Regions from separate parts of the Mus musculus genome. Here regions 1, 3, 4, 5 and 6 are each linked to region 2. A link is a contact called in public HiChIP or PLAC-seq, Micro-C and promoter capture Hi-C data. All regions are on one chromosome and are shown on one strand. Each heading gives the region's core, a stretch centred on a gene start, on an enhancer-like site or on the middle of the called end of the contact. The rest is flanking DNA. Distances are from core to core; before and after follow the strand shown. Region 1 holds the start of Ces2g (carboxylesterase 2G). Region 2 holds the start of 1700082M22Rik (a long non-coding RNA gene). Region 3 has its middle 17 kb from the start of Cbfb. Region 4 holds the start of Cmtm2a (CKLF-like MARVEL transmembrane domain containing 2A). Region 5 has its middle 19 kb from the start of Ces3b. Region 6 holds the start of Cmtm3 (CKLF-like MARVEL transmembrane domain containing 3).

The links. Promoter capture Hi-C pulls out the DNA fragments that hold promoters and counts their contacts. Hi-C and Micro-C count contacts between places; a contact is called where the count stands out from the background. HiChIP or PLAC-seq counts read pairs in DNA pulled down with a chosen protein or histone mark.
Region 1: a contact with region 2 is called in an H3K4me3 HiChIP or PLAC-seq map of embryonic stem cells, with 22 read pairs. The contact joins the promoter of Ces2g here to the promoter of 1700082M22Rik in region 2. A contact is called at or near these places in 1 of 484 Hi-C or Micro-C datasets (the G1E-ER4 cell line), 9 of 115 datasets of contacts at active chromatin or transcription factors (bone marrow-derived macrophages, embryonic stem cells, intestinal villus epithelium and 1 more) and 1 of 9 other capture datasets (embryonic stem cells).
Region 3: a contact with region 2 is called in an H3K4me3 HiChIP or PLAC-seq map of stem cell-derived neural progenitor cells, with 27 read pairs. The contact joins the enhancer-like site here to the promoter of 1700082M22Rik in region 2. A contact is called at or near these places in 12 of 39 promoter capture datasets (the 3T3-L1 cell line, 3T3-L1-derived adipocytes, the C10 cell line and 7 more), 1 of 15 datasets of contacts at CTCF or cohesin (stem cell-derived epiblast-like cells), 19 of 115 datasets of contacts at active chromatin or transcription factors (the NIH/3T3 cell line, T-cell acute lymphoblastic leukemia, bone marrow-derived macrophages and 11 more) and 4 of 9 other capture datasets (adipose tissue, embryonic stem cells, liver and 1 more).
Region 4: a contact with region 2 is called in a promoter capture Hi-C map of hippocampal neurons, with 3 times the contacts expected there. The contact joins the promoter of Cmtm2a here to the promoter of 1700082M22Rik in region 2. A contact is called at or near these places in 1 of 39 promoter capture datasets (hippocampal neurons) and 1 of 9 other capture datasets (adipose tissue).
Region 5: a promoter capture Hi-C map of embryonic stem cells shows a contact between it and region 2. The contact joins the enhancer-like site here to the promoter of 1700082M22Rik in region 2. A contact is called at or near these places in 11 of 39 promoter capture datasets (the 3T3-L1 cell line, 3T3-L1-derived adipocytes, the C10 cell line and 6 more), 1 of 15 datasets of contacts at CTCF or cohesin (pro-B cells), 3 of 484 Hi-C or Micro-C datasets (cerebral cortex, cochlea and embryonic stem cells) and 8 of 115 datasets of contacts at active chromatin or transcription factors (astrocytes, bone marrow-derived macrophages, differentiating embryonic stem cells and 3 more).
Region 6: a contact with region 2 is called in a Micro-C map of embryonic stem cells, with 2.4 times the contacts expected there. The contact joins the promoter of Cmtm3 here to the promoter of 1700082M22Rik in region 2. A contact is called at or near these places in 13 of 39 promoter capture datasets (the 3T3-L1 cell line, 3T3-L1-derived adipocytes, the C10 cell line and 6 more), 1 of 15 datasets of contacts at CTCF or cohesin (the NIH/3T3 cell line), 16 of 484 Hi-C or Micro-C datasets (CD4 T cells, CD8 T cells, the N1E-115 cell line and 9 more), 5 of 115 datasets of contacts at active chromatin or transcription factors (the 230-238 cell line, bone marrow-derived dendritic cells, large pre-B cells and 1 more) and 3 of 9 other capture datasets (adipose tissue, liver and pancreatic islet).

What each region holds. Positions count from the first base shown.
Region 1 is chr8:104,960,460-104,963,408 of GRCm38.p6, forward strand. Ces2g (carboxylesterase 2G) reads left to right here and starts at 1,259. Exons shown (of 12, transcript NM_197999.2): 1 at 1,259-1,404; 2 at 2,011-2,221. The coding sequence starts at 1,329. It also overlaps a transcript of Ces2f not described here.
Region 2 is chr8:104,639,887-104,643,042 of GRCm38.p6, forward strand. 1700082M22Rik (a long non-coding RNA gene) reads left to right here and starts at 1,864. Exons shown (of 3, transcript XR_003947594.1): 1 at 1,864-1,997. It overlaps Ciao2b (cytosolic iron-sulfur assembly component 2B), which reads right to left and starts at 1,842. Exons shown (of 5, transcript NM_026753.2): 1 at 1,663-1,842; 2 at 1,425-1,504; 3 at 1,082-1,207; 4 at 634-679; 5 at 1-200. The coding sequence starts at 1,804. The coding sequence ends at 103.
Region 3 is chr8:105,151,683-105,154,698 of GRCm38.p6, forward strand. No RefSeq gene overlaps it. Among named protein-coding and RNA genes, the nearest start is that of Cbfb, 17 kb to the right of the region's middle. Within about 2 kb of position 1,434, at least 112 of the 459 cell types and tissues checked have an H3K27ac peak or open chromatin away from gene starts, as enhancers often do. A contact at or near this core is called in differentiating embryonic stem cells, embryonic basal ganglia, embryonic limb bud and 4 more, where this site is marked.
Region 4 is chr8:104,291,914-104,295,099 of GRCm38.p6, forward strand. It overlaps Cmtm2a (CKLF-like MARVEL transmembrane domain containing 2A), which reads right to left and starts at 1,268. Exons shown (of 5, transcript NM_027022.4): 1 at 985-1,268; 2 at 725-883. The coding sequence starts at 1,143. Cmtm1 (CKLF-like MARVEL transmembrane domain containing 1) reads right to left here. Exons shown (of 4, transcript NM_181990.2): 4 at 1,629-1,834. The coding sequence ends at 1,697.
Region 5 is chr8:105,101,569-105,104,504 of GRCm38.p6, forward strand. No RefSeq gene overlaps it. Among named protein-coding and RNA genes, the nearest start is that of Ces3b, 19 kb to the left of the region's middle. Within about 2 kb of position 1,318, at least 7 of the 459 cell types and tissues checked have an H3K27ac peak or open chromatin away from gene starts, as enhancers often do. A contact at or near this core is called in embryonic stem cells, where this site is marked.
Region 6 is chr8:104,339,157-104,341,897 of GRCm38.p6, forward strand. It overlaps Cmtm3 (CKLF-like MARVEL transmembrane domain containing 3), which reads left to right and starts at 1,438. Exons shown (of 5, transcript NM_024217.3): 1 at 1,438-1,739. The coding sequence starts at 1,593.

The DNA of each region.
Region 1 (2,949 bases), core at 9-2,508, 320 kb after region 2:
ATACATAAATAAATGCAAACATTAAAAATATCGATTAAGTTAATAAATAACTGTGAAGTTGATCTTGGCCAGCAGAGGAGACACATCATAATGAACAGGGGCTGCGGACTTGAAATGCTCCAGAATTGCAGTGTGTTATGATGAAAGGAATGTAACCTAACAAGGAGGGTCCATGTATACCCTAATATCATCATAGGGACCAGGGACCCTGGAAGCAGACTCAGAAAACTGAGTTTTCAAAGGTCAGGGGAGTCTTGAAAATGAATGTCACACTCAGAGCTCCCGCATTTGCCTGATTCTCCTGTGACATCTTGACTATGACCTTCTCACTGTTAGAGCTCCTGTTAGCGCTTCCTGCCCAGGTGAGGGGACAGCATTTCTGGTATCCCAGATGATCTCTAGAATCCATGATATGCCTTTCTGGGAGGCCAAAGAGGGAACAGAAACAGCAGAGGCAACCCTGATGGCTATTCTTGCTATCAACTTGACTACATCTAGAATCTGGAAATGGAGAGTACACCAGTGAGAGGTTGTTTGCTTGGTTTGAAGTAGACAAATTTACTTTTAGTCTGAACATTTGAGGTAAGGAAGCACATGCCTGTCCCTAGGAGGAACAACAATATGAACTAACCAGTAACCCCAGAGGTCCCTGGGACTAAACCACCAATCAAAGAGGGAATCATGGCTCTAGCTGCATATGTAGCAGAGGATGGCCTAGTTGGTCATCAATGGGAGGAGAGGCTCTTGGTCCTGTAAAGGTTCTATGCCCCAGTATAGGGGAATGCCTGGGCCAGGAAGCAGAAGCAGAAGGAGGGGGGAGAGGATAGGGGATTTTCAGAGGGGAAACTAGATAGAATATTTGGATCTTTGCCTGCTTGCTCCCACCTTGCTAGCAAGTCCAGTCCTTAACTGGCATTAGAGCCTACTTCTCCAGGATTTCAGCATCGACTGAAGACCAGATGAGACATCCAACCTTGTGGATTGAGCAACTGCTGGATTCTTTCTATTCATAGCTAGACACGGTTCAATTACTAGCGCCATTGCCTGTAAGTTGTTCTAATAAATCCAGTTTCTATATATTTATGTAGAGAGATTCATTCTATAAGCCCTGCTACTCTGGAAAATCCTGATAAATACAGCGACTTTGCCCTGCCTCCAGGCCATTGGCTCCAGTTACTTCTGACTAAACAGTTCTTCTACAATGAGAACTTGCTCCACCTTTATCTTTTTGGCTCAAATTCCTGCCTGGGCAAGGCTCACATATTCTGCTTCCTGTTTGTGAAACGTGGTCCTCCTAGCAGCACAGACTCAGAGCCTGAGAGCCGGCCATGCCACGGAACCAAATGCATAGCTGGCTGGATGCTGTGTTCTTTGGACTCCTGCTTCTCCTCGGCCATGTGCAGGGTGAGGCTCACTAAACTGGCATGGGGAATGACTGGAGTCAGAGCTGCCAACTTCTGCATGTCAGAGCTGAGCTTGTGGGAGGGAAGGCACAGGGCAGGGGGAAGGGTTTGGAAATGACAGCTAAAAGTGTGGGAAACCTGTGCCTCCCGATTCACTGACCAAAACCCTCAGATTTTATGAGCCCACTAGCATACAGAGTCAGAGACATCTAAGATCACTCCATACTGAGGAGACAGTTCACTGTAAGGAGCTCTAGAGAAAATGCTAGACAATTCAAATGAAAATGAGAAGTCATTTTCTTTTCTTGGTATATAGCTACAACTTACCTTTTAATAATAATAATAATAATAATAATAATAATAATTCGTATAGCCAAATGGTTCTTTGGCCTACAGAAACGCTGTAGAGCCCTTCAAAATAGGAATAGGAAAGGATCCAAGGTCTGAGGGATAAAGGAGTTTCCACACTCACACCCTACAACTGAACTAGGGAGGCGGTTATGGGTTCCCTTTGCCTGTGCCCTGATAACAGTGAGATAGGAACTCCCACAACCTTGTGGCAACTGATTACAGAAAACTAACCCTGAAGCATCTCTCTCTCTACCAGGTCACGACTCACCAGAGACCAGCCCCATCAGAAGCACACACTCTGGCCAGGTCCAAGGCAGGCTCATTCACGTGAAGGACACTAAAGCTGGTGTCCACACCTTCCTGGGAATCCCCTTTGCCAAGCCTCCTGTAGGACCACTGCGCTTTGCACCTCCTGAGGCCCCTGAGCCATGGAGTGGTGTGAGAGATGGAACCTCACAGCCAGCCATGTAAGTTCTGGACCCAGAGGGTTTCAGGTACTGGGGGAGACTGTGCTCTGAGCTCTGGGCCATGCTGAAGTGTCTCATTCGTTTCAGCTACAGAGCAGTTTTCTCTCTTTGTGGATGAGTGCCCCGTGCATTTTTCTGATGATGTGCTAAGCCTGATGAGAACAACTGTGCCAGGCTTCTGGGTCAGAGCTTGGCACTCAGAGAAAGTTAGCATCAGGCAAGATTGAGATGAGCTAAGATAAAATTGTTCAAGGATTCAGATTATGCCCAGTGTTCTCTGCCACAATGGGAGGGATCTCCAGGTATGAGTTAATGTGACCTATTAGACAGCATTGCCTCTGAAATCAGGAGAATATACTCCAGATCACTGAGGTGTGCAGCAATGACGGATACTTGATAACTCTACCCTCACAGTCACTGTGACAACCTATATGGCCAAGTGTCATTGGCCAGGGAACAAGTATATGTAATTAATTCCCTGTAGAGACACTGCAGACAAGAGAAGTTCCTTGAGAGTCTGCACATGTGATGAAGGACTACTCACTACCCTTTAGGGCAGCATTGTCCACTGAATCAATCCTCTAGTAGCTGTGTAAGTTCAACACTCTAATATGGGGATCTTAGATTGTTTTCTGTTGCTGTAATAAAGTACGGACAAAAGCAACTTAGGGGAGAAAGCTACTATTAGAGGCTCCAGATTACAGTCCATCCTTTGGTAAACACAATGA
Region 2 (3,156 bases), core at 614-3,113:
TAAGTTTCTCCTTGTCAGTGATTCAAGAAAACAAAGCCATGAGCCCTTGGTGGAGCTGAGGCCAGGACAACCTGAGTGCAGGCTGGGGGTCCAAAGCCAGGCTCACGAGCGGGCGGATAAACACTGATTAACAACCTCAAGCAGGTGTGTATTCTCCAGGGCAGCTGCCACTCGCTCCTTATCTGCAAGTTGTTTGTTCACTGGGTAGGAAAAGAAGGGTGGAAAAACAGGATTAAAGCAAACTTGGGCCAGGTTGCTAGCCTCAGTATACATTATATTTCTACCAATAAAGTTCTTTTCTGATAGTCTCAGGACTCCAAGCCTGGATCAGGCTATATGCATCACCTGTACCCATAACTAGCTTCATCATTTGGAATGCCCGTCACCACCAGGGACTGCTTATGTCTGCCTCCCTCCAGTGTTTCCTGAAGCCCGACCCAATGTCCCTGTGTACTTGAGGACCACAGGAGGGTGGGTCATGGGAAGCAGGAGATTTCAGTCAGGCCAGCTTTGGTCTAAGCTGTAGTATGGCCATTTTATTCACTTAGTCCCCTGGTCCTAATCTTGCCCCCACAGATGACTGTGGCAAAGGGGAAGCCTCACCTAGTTTGGGGCCCAGCAGTCCACACTAACCTGCATGCTCGGAGGCGTGGGTCCCGGGTGTAATGTGTACATCCATCTGCAGGAAAGACAATGTGGGCCCGAGCATTTACCCGCCTGTCCTTTTCTTTTGGACACTACCTCCCAACCATCTGAACTCCCAGTCACCCCTCTTGATTCTGGCTCTTCCAAGCCACCCCAAACCCACCTGCAGTCAGTCAATCCACTTTTACCCTAGGACCTAGTCAGCGACTATTGACTTTAAAAGCCTTCCAGTGCCTCGATCGATCACGCCCATTCACAGCTCCCAGCTGCCCTTTCCACCACACTCCTATTTTCTGGAGTTTTTTCCCCCCAATATTCTTGTCACATCAACTTGGGGGTTCAACTCTGCGAGTTCGGATCCTTCCGATCTCCGCCCGATGTCCCCTCGCCCGCCCCAGTAGTTTGTTTCACCCTCGGGGGCTTGACTCCAACTGACCTTGAACCGCTGGGGAAGGGATCGCAGCAGCTTGACTTTGATGGAGAGGCCAATAAGCGTGGCCATGCTGCAGTGTGGGATGGTGGGTGTGAAGGCCACTGCTACTGTGCTCTCTGGGTCGCTAACCTGCGATGACAAGGGAGATCAGATCGCAGTGATCGCACGGCGGCCCCTAGCCCAAAGACACTCTTTAGTTTATCGATTTGGGCAAGTCACCCAACTTTTTATCGGCTCCATAAACATTAACACACCTCCCACAGATCCTCTTGGGGGCTTGTGAACGGAGAACACCAGCCTCTGAGGTACAACGGTACCTTTTTGATTACTCGAGTAAACTACTCACCTGAATCCGAACTTGCTCTACTACGTTCAATTCCTCCAGTGTCAGTGGATGCTCCGGGTCATTAATGGAGCGGATAAGATGTGCCAAGTGAAGGAAAAGGGACTCTAAGTTTTGGCCCACTCAAAATCTCCGCAGGCAACGCCTAACCGGGACACCCCTCCACCAGCGGGCTGCGCATCACTTCTTGCCGACACCCCAAGCCCCCACCGTCCCGCCAGCGCCCTGCAGCGACGGATATCGAAGATCTCCCGGGCGTCGATGCTGTCCGGCACTTCCTCATCTTCCTCGCCCGCCGTCACTGGCCGCTCCCCGGAACGCTCATAGATGAGGGGGTTAGCGTTCTCTAAGAGCCCGCCGCCGCTACCGCCGCCGCCCACCATCCCGGAACCGCGGTTCCCACAATCCCCCGGTGGTGTGTACTTCCGCTCCTTCCGCGCACTTCCTGGGAACGAGGAGAGGGCGTGGTGTGGCTACGGGGTCGTGCAAGGGACACGCCACACTCCAGGGATTCGGCGAGTAGTTTGCTAGAAGCGGTGTATTTGTCGTGCGGGCTACTCCGAAAGCGGGAAAAATGTTGGTAGCTCTCGCCGGGGCGTCCCTTCGGTTCTTAGCCGTGGGATCCTGTTGGGAGCTGGATCGCAGGAAGCCAACACCGTCTGACAAGGGCACTAAAGGCTCCTTGTGATTGGGCCTTGGGACGCTCCAGCTCGCTGTCACGCTATCGTAGAACCGTAGATCTAATGACACGCTGGTTTCCTCTAGTAGGAATCGGCAGCACTAGTTACATGCTTGTTAAGTAGATACGCGATCCTAAACTCTCACCTCAGAGCATCCTAATGTAGACCGTGGTGACCTCTAGGCCACTTGAATCTGATCTGCCCTGAGAAGGCAGCACTTAATTTATCCTATAACCCCTCCCTACCAGACTGTCTCCTTTGCTGTCAGCCAGGCTATGGAGGCCACGAATGCCTTAGCAGGCAGAAATATCATTCTTGGCATGGGTGATGTCATGTCCAGCTTGTCTAAAGAATGGGAAATTGCACATATAATTCCCACAGTCTTTTTCGTAACTCAGGAGAGGCAGGGTTGGTGGAAGACAGACTTGTGCCATTGGGACCAGCACACGTGGCCCATGGCTGACTGCTCGCAGGACTGAATGATGGCAGCAGGTCCAGAGGTCCCTCAGTGAGCCTGGATGGATAAGCTGGGGTCTTGTAGTGGGTAAAAACAGTGTTTGAAAACAAAGAGTACTTTGACAAGGCTGACCTAAAGGTCACAAGGAGGTAGCAACACCCACAGTGCGGCGCCCGCTGATAGAACAGACTCAACTTTGATGCCATCTGTACATTTCCAGTCCCATCATGACCAGTCACATGGGGAAATCTCTTTCATTTGAGTGGTATTGATGTGGGTGTCCACGCCTTCCTGCTAGTTCCCTTCGCCAAGCTGCCTCTAGGGATGCTGTGGTTTATACCCCTGGGCCACCTAAACTGTGTAAAGGATGGGACCTCTGATCCAGCAATGTAAGTTCTCCTGGGGCCAAGGGGACTTAAGGGACCTCTGAGCTCTGGGTCAGGCTGCAGCAGTTTTTCCATCTCAACCCCACTGGGATTTCCAGCACTGTCGGGAAGATTCTCACATTCATTAAAATTTTAACTACATTTGAGAAGAGGGCACATGCCACAATGTGTTAAGTGGAGGTCAGAGGACAAGTTTCAGGAGGGGTTCTCTC
Region 3 (3,016 bases), core at 184-2,683, 510 kb after region 2:
TCCTCCAGGAGATGTCTGAGCACCTGGACCTGTCCTCAGCCAAACTTTTTAGATAATCGGGCTGAAGAGATGATTCAGCATTTAAAAGCACTGGCTGCCAAGCCAGAAGACCCTAAGGTTGATTTCCAGCACACCCATCTCTGCTTCCAGTTCCTTCAGCACGCCCTCTTCTGGCCTCTGCAAGAACCAAGGAGCGCACAGACACATGCAGGCAAGACACTCACACACACACAAAATAAATGTACATTGTTTTGAAGAATTGTTAGATACCTTTAGCCAGAACCTCTAATACTTCTTGTTAATATTTTTTCACCCGCTCACCACACTGCTGTTAACTATAAATTTCCACTTAACCTATGTTATATTGGAATTTGAGCCTAATTTCTCCCTTCTCCCGCTGTAAAATCCCATTGCAAAAGTCCTATATTTATTTCTGTGACCTTGAATGAAGCCTGCCTGCCTTCTCTGAGCTTTAATTTTTTTTTAATTTATTCTATTTTTTAAAGGTTTATGTATTTAAATTTTTATGTATATGAGTGTTTGCCTGCATGTGTATGCAGCATGTGTGACTTCAGAAGAGGGCATCGGATCACTGAAACTGCAATTACAGATGTTTGCAGCCACCATGTGGGTGCTGGGGATTAAACCTGCGTCCTCTGCAAGAGAAAAAACGTGCCCTTAAGCATTGAGCCACCTCTCCAGCACCTATTATTTATCCTGTTCTTCACATAGGGTCTCATATTGTAATCCAATATGAGAGCGCTGGGTCTGGCCTTGAACTCTTAACAATCCGGCCTCCAAGGTGCGGGATTGCACACCTGAGTCTCTACTCGCAACTTTATTTTCTCTTTCAATATTCCTCTGTAGGCCTGTTCACCTAGGCCTAAAGAAGGGTGTTTATCCTCCAAATTAGAGGAAGTACCGCTGAGCGCATAAATAAGAGCTCAGACTCCAACCTGGCTGTGGCTGACAGAATAATAAAGGCTCCGGGAAACTCTAGGACCTTCGACCTCCCCTGGGGTTCCAGCATAGAATACCAATGGGCAACCTGGAAGGGAGCCAGGTGGATAGCTGGCTCCTTACTCTCCTCATCCCTCCAAGAAGGTGCAGTCTTCCACCAGCCCCTTCCCACACCGCACACTCTGCCTACGTTCTCTTGTCTCTTTACCTTTGCTGGCCAACCCCGGAGGGGTGGTGAACCCTTTACAGATACAAGCCACCGCCTCCGCTCGAAGGCATTTCCAAAGCCCAACTTGGGGCTGGAGCCTGGCTTCTGGCTTCCGGCTCTGGAGGCAGCGCCCCCTTTTTCTCCGACACCTTTACACTCAAAGGAGCAATTAACAGCCAAGCAGGCTGGGAAAGGACCAATTAGTGTTCCACCAGTCCCGCTGACCGCTGGCCCCGCAGCACCGCAACTGACTCCTCCTCTCGCATCAGGCTCCGGCAATCAGGAGCGGATCTTAGCCTTCACGGCACACCGACAGTGCCAGCTGCCTGGGAGCTCCGAGGGACCAGCCATCTGGCCTCATGCCAACTGCAGTGATGGATCCGGTCGCTGGCTACTGTCCAGAGCCAGAGCGGACTCCAGGGCGCCTGGGCCTGGAACTTAACAGCGGCTGACTGGTGGCAGAGCAAGAGGGTTGGACGCCACTGGGAGGACTCCTTAGCCTCCCACCTCTTGTGCCTTGGAGCCAGTCATCAATTCATCCTGCAGCAGCTAGAACACTGGGACCATACAACCACAGTCCTAGAATTGCCACTGAGACACCTGGTGTATTCTAGCTTTTTCAGGACCCTCATCATTTCTCTGGGTCTGGGTTAGCAGTGTGCAAATCAGTTCCCTGATGGTGACCATGGCAGAACCAGGCTTTGAAAACCCACAGTACGTTCTTGTTCTTGCTCTTCCTGCAGTAAAGAAGGCAGAAAGGAGCTCAATCAAGGTCTTCAACACTACTAAATGAATGTATAGACTTCCTTCCCTAGGTCCTTTGCCCTGAATATATATACGTATACGTATATATACATTTGTGTGTGTGTGGTGTATATATATATATATATCACATATATATAATAGGGCTAAAGAATGGCCCAGCAGTTAAGAGCACTGACTGCTGTCCCGAAGGTCCTGAGTTCAAATCCCAGCAGCCACATAGTGGCTCACAACCGTCTGTAATGAGATCTGATGCCCTCTTCTGGTGTGTCTGAAGACAGCTACAGTGCACTTACATATAATAAATAAATTAAATCTTTAAAAAATAAAAATTAAATATATTTGTATGTATTTATATACATTATATTATATAACATATGTAAAGTATTAATATATTATCTTAAAATATATATTTTATACATTGTATATTGTATAAATATATATTTGAATATATTCATATGTATTTTAAAGCATATATTAAATTATATATATTGGAATTTGGGATCAGACTTTGCCTCCAGGGGTCTGCAGGTTCCAGGAGTTTTAGCTTAGACCCTAACCTAGTAAAAAGCCCTGAGATGCAAGGAAGCACCAGGTAAAGAGGAGCTGGGAAAAGGAGCAGTGGCGGCTGGTATGGAGCGCCAAACACATCAGGGTCCTTCTAACATGACCTTTGCAACTGCTGTTGGACACACTGGAGCCCTATAATGATGGAGCCAATGCCTAGGACATACAATGGTAGGAGCTGAAAGTCCTCAAAGAAAGAGTGGGAAAGGATTCAGGAGGAAAGGTGGGTTAGCTGGAGAGAATGCTGGGCAGCACTTCTCTTTCCCTATAGGTTCTACAAGGGCCTGGGCAGGAGGGGCTGAGGCCTGGCCGCAGTGGTCTTTTCTATGCCCACACTCCTCTCAGATTGGCCTCAGTCAGGGAAGGAGTGAGTGCCTGCCTTGCTCTTTCCGCAAGTGATCTCTCTCAAGCCGGGCGGGTCCGGACTGTTGGGGAAGAGAGGATCACTTAAAGAGTTGGGGCACCTCTTTCTGTGTGCCAGTGCCATTAACTGTGTCAAAAGGAATCCATGCCTCTGGG
Region 4 (3,186 bases), core at 18-2,517, 350 kb before region 2:
TGAACCTGTAAGCCAGCCCCAATTAAAGGTTGTTTTTTTATAAGACTTGCCTTGGTGATGGTGTCTGTTCACAGCAGTAAAACCCTAACTAATACTGTAAGCTATGCTTCTGACGAATTCTTTATATTCAGAGACCTGACACTTTTTTCTCCCACATGATTGATATTTGCTTCATTTTACTGTACTGGTTTATGCAGAGTCTGGTTTTCTTTTTTCTTTTTTTGAATCCTAGATTGATATTGCAATAGGACATATGCCAGCATTATCAGAAATGGTTGGTTGTTATGCCTTCCCTATTTCTATCTATCTATCTATCTATCTATCTATCTATCTATCTATTTATTTATTGGTTTGTTTTTTTTTTTTTTTTTTTTTTTTTTGAGACAGGGTTTCTCTGTATAGCCCTGGCTGCCCTGGAACTCACTTTGTAGACCAGGCTGGCATCAAAATCAGAAATCTGCCTGCCTCTGCCTCCCGAGTGCTGGGATTAAAGGCGTGGGCCACCACACCCGGCTCACCTTCCCTATTTCCGAGGACAGCAAAGCCTTTGCGTCTTCTTTCTTTGACCTAGCACAGTTACATGTTTGGGAGCATCTCCTGCCTGGCTTTTCCTCTCCAACCCAGCTTCCCAGCCCTGAGCACCGGTAGAGGAGGTGAGGTTGTCTTTTTTCCAGTTGTTAGAATGTGACCCACATTACCCCCCTCCCCCACAGTCTTTACTTACCGCCATAGGCCAGAAGACGAAGGGAATGTATCTGTTGATGGCTAAGGTGTTAAGGAAGATGAAGAATATGCAGATTGCCGCTTCCATACAGATGAGCAGGATCAGGACCGGATGTGGGAGCATTGTTTCAAAGTAGTCTAGTGCAGAGATCATGCAGCCCTGGGTGGAAAAATAGATACACCTGAGCTGCTGCAAGCACTCTCCCCTACTTCTGAGGACCTCTCCAATCCCAACAACATATCGACTCCACTCCAGTATACCAAAGACAGAAGCTTGAACACGGCGTGTCCTGACAGCCAGAACTCTTTATTGCTCTCTTTCAATTCCAATAGATAGCGTCGAAGCCCCCTTTTTGGGGTCGTGTCCTCTCTGGGCTGACCTCCTCTGGGCCGAAATGGAAACTTTATCGGTGCTGCCATGGTTGTTAGCAGGTAGTTCTCAGCTTCCTACCGCCCAGCCTTGTCTGCAGTCGCTGAACAGGCCCAGCTCGAGAGAGAGCCTGGTGTCTCCTGACCTGTTCAAGGGTGGCTCTCAACTGACCACTGGAACTGCAGAATTCTAACGCTTGCTCTTGATTGGCGCGAGCCCACCTCATCTAGTGGACCAGCAGGATCTCCTCCATGCAACAGGAACCAGACAGTCCCACCCTCCATGCACCAGCATTCACTGAGCCCCACCGGTCCTAGCCAGGCCGCCCTCAAAAAGGAGTCCCAGGTTTGTGGCTGGCCTTTGCTCCCACTCCCTGGGGTCCTTTTCCTCCCAACCTCCAGGGGCAGCTTGTGGAGCAAGAGGCAATGGAACGCGCGACTTTTACAGAAGGCCACGGGAGAAAGCAGAAGTGCTGCCAGCATAGAAGCCGTGCCTTTAAGGTCACACTCACGTACGTGGGCATGGGAGCTCCGTGATGGCCTGGTGGGAGTGATTATACATGTAGATATGATCTTGTGTCACCCAGCGGAGGGCTGGGTGACGTCAGTGCTGCTTCTGCCTCAGTTGGGTGGCAGAGAGCTTAGTTTCCCTCGCCAGGGAACTTTTCGCTTTGTTCCTCCTCTTCTCAGTAAACAGCAATGCATCGATGACACACAGGACTGCTGCCGAGAGGCACAGGATCTGTCAGACACAACGCGGGTGGGAAGGAAAGGCCAGATGACTTTACAAGCTCAGCTCCATCTCTCATTCCTATTCCTATCCCACGAGGGCAGGAGTTGCAAAGGCCCTGGGTCCCTCCAGGCTGCAGTAGGCCAGGTTTCTCTTTCCAAGAAACCGGAGGCAGTGGGTTTTGCTGCCTACACTGGCCTGAACTTGACTAGCTATTCCAGCCATAAATGTTTCCTTCTGGGCTACTTGATGACAGTTTCCTAGGAAGTCTTGTTCTAGTCCCTGTGTGAGTTTCTCAGGGGAAAGGGCTCTGTTCCAAGAACCCAACTCGAGCTTGGCACAATCCAGTGGGGTTGACAAATAGTCACCAACTATAAAATGAACTTCAGGGACTTAAACTCTTTTTTTTTTTAAGTAAGTTTCTATCTTTTTCTTCATTCTTCTTTCATATGTGTCTGTCTCTGTTTGTCTGCATTTTGTGTATGTGTGAATGTATGTATGTGTGTAGTCCTGTGCATAACACATCATGTGTGAAGGTTAGAGACAACAGGAAGGAGTTGACTTTCTCCTTCCATCGTTTTGATCTCAGGGCTTGAACTCAGGCCGTCATGCTTAGTGGCAAGTACCCCTGAGACATCAGCCCTGCCTCAAACTGTTTTCTCTTCTTGATTAACTTCTGCCCACATTGATAAACTTGATCCCTTGAAGTCCCATTCCCTTACTTTTCCCATTCTTCGAACATTTGATTGGCTCCTCTTGCCTCCTTCCATTTGTTAAGGATTTAGGCTCAGTTTATATAAGCCTTGTGAGCCAGGACAAAGTACATAACCTCAGTCTAAGGACATGGGTGTCTGTAAATCTGAAAGTTCAAAGATTAAGTCAGGGAGTTGGCAACTTGCTTGTTATTGGCAGAATGTTACCCCAGCATTCACAAGGCCCTGGTTTGGACCCCCAGAGCTGTGTAAACCAAGGATGGTGGCAAAAACCTGAAATGCAGCATGGGGGAGGGAGGAATTGAAGCAGGACAATCTGAAGTTCAGGGTTATCCCCAACTACAGAGCAAGTTAGAGGCTGGGCTGGATTAGAGTCCTTATTATAAAACAACAAAGAACATTGAAGCGATGCCTAGACAGATGCAGGACACACGCAAGGTCCTTCAACCTAGACAGGATCCCTTCCTCTTTGAACAAGCTAAGTTACTCAATTTTGACCACCTCTCCCGCCTCCTCTTTTATATCTGTATTTAACATGGTTCTCCCATCCTAGTACGGTGGTTTTAATGAGAAGGGCCTCCGTAGGGTCATATATTTGAATGTTTGGTTCCCAGTTGGTGGACAGTGTAGGAAGGGTTAGGAGGCTTGGCC
Region 5 (2,936 bases), core at 68-2,567, 460 kb after region 2:
CTGGTTGCTATGTGAACAAAGATAAGCCCCCAGCCCACAGGAACAAAGTCCTGATGCACTGTGTTCTTTCTGTTAATGTTTGAATAAGCCAATAGTGTGTCGCTATGCTGAATTCCACACCCCTAAGCCCCGTACCCCATAAAAGCCCCTGGCTTTCGAGCCTCGTGGCCGGCATCTGTTATCTCCTGTGTGGGATTCATGCCGGTCCGGAGCTCCGTAATTAAACGTCCTCATGTAATTACAGCGAGTGGGTCCTCGTGTTTCTTTGGGTGCTCTCACACTCCCGAGACTAGAGTGGGGGTCCCCGAAAGGGGGTCTTACAGCGCATGCCTGAAATCTCATCACTCAGGAGGCAGAGGCAGGTGGATTTCTGAGTTCGAGGCCAGCCTGGTCTACAAAGTGAGTTCCAGGACAGCCAGGGCTATACAGAGAAACTCTGTCTCAAAAAAACCAAAAAACCAAAAAAAAAAAAAAAAAAAAAAAAAAAAGTTGTTAAACAAAATCAAGGGGTAGACATCCAGCAGATAAAATTTTACCCATTTTTCTTTTAAACATGAAACACAGAACAACAATCACTCAAAAATGAAACAAAAACAGACATAACAGACATAAATTGATGCACATGAACAGATTGGTGCACCAATGACAGACAATTGACAGAGAGGGAAGAGAACTTGATGTCCCAAAGGGACCTAGATATAACCTTGCCACACCCTCCAATGAAGTCTGCTTGACCGGCTGAAAAGCCTAGAAGCCACTCAGGAGGCAAAGAGTTTCACGGAAACTCATCTCCTGGAGTTTTGGCATTCTCATTAACCCATATACTCATACCCTATTCCCATGTTAGTCCTGTGAATGGATCCACGTGCTCTCTTTTAGTATTATTTTATTATAAGTGCTTTTTAAGATTAAATTCTGATATAGTTAAGTCTCCCACCAGTGTTCCAAGGTTCCAGAAGCCAAGGAGCTTGGAATCCTCTAAGAATGCAGTAAGGAAGTTACCTATTCAGTAACTAATTAAGCATTACAAAAGACGGAGCCAGCAGCTCAGAGATGGTCTGCAAAGTATTTACTAAGGACAGTAGCAAATCTCACCCAAACAAGGGAATACCATAATAGAGCCTGGGAATCCCACTGAGATAGAAATCTTCAGTACAGGCTATATTGCATATTAGAAGCAAGTTGGTGAATTCTTCTGACAAATGGAGATTCTTCAGATACTTAAAAGTTACACTCATATAAGAATTTACTAAGGCCTAGGAAATAGGGGGGTGTGGTATTGCATTAGCAAAACCCCCTGGTGCTAGCTTTCACAAGGCTCAAAGGAATAACACTAGAGTGTGAAATCCTTACCTGTCATTAAGCTGACTCTAGGTAGGACTGCTTTTTCTTTACTGTAAACATTTACCTGGTTCCTGTAAATCCTTTGAAGTCATTCCTTTGTTTTGTGTCAGGCGACTTCAATGTACTTTGCCTGCTGTGACTTCCTACCCCTTTTATTTTCTGTACTATATAAGACTGGTGTTCACTTTGTGACAATACATTCAGATTCTACACAATCTCGCGTGTTGGTCTGTCTGTCACCCGCCGACTCCTTGCCCATCTGCACCCAGAAACCTGTTCAATGCAGACAGAGGGACCCAGAGGGTCTGCGGCATAACCTGAATGAAGGATATCTCCAGTAGGAGCCAGAGAGGAAGTAGGATGTCTCTCAATTTCCTCCTGTCCCTAGGAGAGCTCTGAAATAACTTATATGCATTTTCCTTCTCTTTTGCTAATTCATCCCACTCAAGGTCTGTTTAGCTTGCTCAAGGCTAGGGAAGCTTGAAACCAAAACATATGCCTTGTCTCTCTATCTTTTTATAAACACAACAGTTGTTTGTTTGGGTTTTTTGTTTTGATTGTTTGTATGTAATTGGGACAGGGTTTCTCTGTGTGGCCATGGTTGCCCTAGAACTCACTCTGTAGACCAGGCTGGCCTCAAACTCCACCTGCTTCTTCCCCCCAGCACCCTCACCCCAACAAGTGACTAGTTTGTTTTTGTTGTTGTTGTTGTTCAAGTTTTTTGCAGTGTAGGTAAACAAGTCCTCTGCTTAATACTTAGGCAAATTCTTTGTGGTCTTTATAGTTGCTCATTTGTTCCACTTGTAATGTGATGTAGTCCTATACTGTCTTCCATGAGCATTTGAAAGATGATCATCCATAAAGCACCTAGATCAGCACCCAGCAAAAGCTCGGCAAATGTTCACTGTCCTCTCTACAGGCACGAATTCCAGGGATCTCTCATTTCCAGTTAATGATTACTGAACTGAGTCAATTAGAGTCGTCACAATTTTAGTATGCTTAGTAGAATGGGCGTCTTCTACCAAGAAATAATTTGGAGTTTATAGCAGGCCAAAGATGCCCACGATGATGCTCTGAATGGCTGATTGATTGTTCTATGGGAGTCCCTGCTCTTCTTGGGGAACTGAAGCTGTCACTGTTGTACAATCTCCTTCCCTAATGTGATTGTAGCCCCCTTGTTCACCCACCTTGGCATTTTAACCTACTACAAACCATCTCTACACTCATTTCTGTACCACTTTATCTAGTTCCTAAGACCACAACAAGGACAAGATGAGGCTCTGAAAGGGACATTAATCCTGCTACTTGGAGATAGCATCAATCTCCTTCCTCTTCCTTGCCCTGGCTCACAGGTGTCCCTTCCCATTGATCCTCTATCTCTTAGGCCTTTGGTTTCTCTTGCCCTTTGGATCCTCTTCTCAGGTAGTATTGCCCCCTCACAAGGTTCTAAGCTGCCCCCTGTCGGAACTTGGTCAAAAGAATGAGACATGGTAAACAACGAGTTGGGAAACTGAGAGACACTCCAGGAGATAAGGCAGAGGACCTTCGACCTGGTACATTTTGTTCCCTGGATTGTTCTTGGATAAACCTTT
Region 6 (2,741 bases), core at 188-2,687, 300 kb before region 2:
GTCACCTCTGGTCTCTATCAGCACCCAGACACAAGAAAATGCACACACACACACACACACACACACACACACACACACACACACACACACTGTTAGAAAGGACAGATGTACAAAGTCCCCGTGGCAAGAGGAAGCATCAATTTTCCTGAGGGTGCAGTGGGAGGGATCATGACTAGTGATCTTAGCGCATCCGGGTGACAAGGAAGAAAGCATTAGTCTCTTAAAGAGCCTCACGATAGTTAATGGGGCAGGAGTGCAGACTTAGTGGTATTAAGAGAGCATCCATGATGGGCTAGCCGTGGGGGAGAACAAGGATAATTCCAGATCTCTGGTTAGTCCAGCACAGAACGAACCCAAGCCTTGGGCAGCTAACGAAAGAGGCCAGGAAGGAGGATGGGCTGGCTGAGGCCTGACAGGAGCGTGGCCTGTAAAATAGAGGAAGATGGGCAAGCCAAGAACTAGCGGGAGGGTGGCCTGGGAAGTAGTAGGAAAACTCTGAGAGGAGCCAAGAAGGGGAAAGCACTCTGAAAGAACTGATCTCGCCTGGTTAGAGCCAAGCCTGGAGAGGACTTAGCGGAGATGGGGGTGGGGTATGGGGGCAGTGTCCCTGTCCTGGAGTTGTCTAGGCAGTAAGTTACTTCGAGCTTAAAGAGCAGAACCGCTGAGCAAGGACAGGTGGTCGCTTTAGGGGGCGCTCAGGGCAGATAAGTGGGTCTGTGTCAGTCAGGACGGGGGGGGGGGGGGGGGGGGTAAGGAGTCAAACGACAAAAGAAGACTCCAGGCCAGCCACACAGAGCAAACAGAGAGCTGGAGTGCGAGGGGACTGGGAGGATCTGGGTACAGAATCTGTGTCACCCCGGGACGTAGCAGAAATAGTGAGTGCGGGAGGTGGGGAGGTAGGTGCTAGAAGGCTGCATGGGAAGGGGTGCGAGAATGGGGCAGAAGATAGGTGGGGCAGGTAAAGGAGGTGGGGGGGGGCAGTAGAGGGGGTGAAGAATGAGAAGTGACCGGAGGATAGAGGGCCAAGGATAGTCGGAGGGGCAGTGTAGTGCAAAGATTCATGGGTGGGGAAGTGAGAAGAGCAGGGTCGGAGGGACTGTGGGGTGCGCCGGGGTTGGTGGGCGGGACAGGATCGAGGGGGAACTGAGAATGAAAGGACAAGGTGCAGGGAAGGATCCTAAGGCTAGTGAAGAGGCAGAGGAAGTAAGTGGAAATAGAGAAGACAGAGAGAGACAGACTGGACTACATCTGAGGGGCAATGAGGAGTGGTTGGAAGGATGGAGCAGGATATGGGCAGGACGTAGGCAGAGGGGGAGTGGGGGAGGAGGAGATGGGAGGATCCACAGGACGGATGGGTAAGGCAGCGTCCACGGAACACGGGGGCTGCGTAGAGAATGGTCGGAGGGAGGATGGGCGGGGCAGGGTTCGAGGGGCAGTTGTGGGTGGGGATGGGGGAGGTGGGCGGGACAGCGGAGGATGAGTCCCCGGCCTAGTCTAACTCCACTTTTTCTTCTTCCGCACAGCGGGTTTCCGCTTCCCTCCAGGGCGGTGGGTGAGGCAGTGAGGCCCAGGCTCGACCAGATAGCGCCGCTATGTGGCCCCCGGACGCAGAGCCAGAGCCCGATCCAGAGTCCGCGCATGGCCCCCGAAGTGGCAGGACAGTGCCGGGACTCCGAGCCCTGTTGCCCGCGCGCGCCTTCCTCTGCTCTCTCAAAGGCCGCCTCCTGCTGGCCGAGTCGGTGAGTGCGTGTGCTCCCCGGGTGCGTGAAGCCCGGTACCCGCGCCCCAGCCTGGGGCCTTGCACCTCCAGCCCAGGAGAATTTGGACCACCGCCCCCAAGCTTGCTACGACTTCTCTGTAGCGGAGCTCGAGTCAGAATCAGGCCCGAGCCGTGTTCTTCCCGGATTCTCCAGTCTGCGAGGCCCTCGAAAGGGACCAGAAGTCAAGGGTTTGGGGTCCTGGTCCCCGCTGGAGCCGCAGCTCGGCTGCTGTGTGACCTCGAGCGCCTCCGCCCTCTCTGAGTCCCCGGGACTGCTGCGCTCGCTAAGCTTCTTCTGGCCTCGCCCGCCCTGCACACCCTCCCACCTCCTAGGCTGAGACCTAGCCGCCTGTGTGGTGAAGATCCTACGGAGTGGGATGTGCCCCCGGGGAGTGGGTGAGGCAGGGGCCACGTAGTGAAGACACAGGCGGACCACTGTTTCAGGGTGGCGAGCCTGCGGGGTGACTTCATGCCCTCCTTCCCCCCTCCCGCGCTGTACTCCTTCCTCCTCCCTGCTTGTCCCCACCCGGATAGGAAGGTCTCCTTTGTCCTCCCAACACTCATCATCACGTGTGGGGCGGGAACTGGCATGGAGCCTATGGAGATGGGGAGAGGGGTGGGAGGAGGGACGGTGGAAGGAGGAAACAGACCATAGTGACAGCCACTTGTTGCTCAGATACCTAGCAACTTAATATCCGACCTGCTCCCACTTCGAGTTGGGGATAGGAGAGACAGTGTCTTTAACTGCTAGGAAACTTGGCAGGTGACTCATCCAGTGACCTTGAGGATATCCTTGAGGGCAAAAGGGGGGTTCTGCCCCAGGACCTCTCCGTTGTACCCCAGGACCTACTAAGGAGCATCAACCCTGAGGTCTCCGGTAGAACCTAATACTTTGTTCCTAAATGAGGTGCCAAGCGGACCTAGAGCCCATTTTCTGGCCGTTTCAGATCTCTGGAAGCCTCTGGGAGGCGTGGGGCGGGTC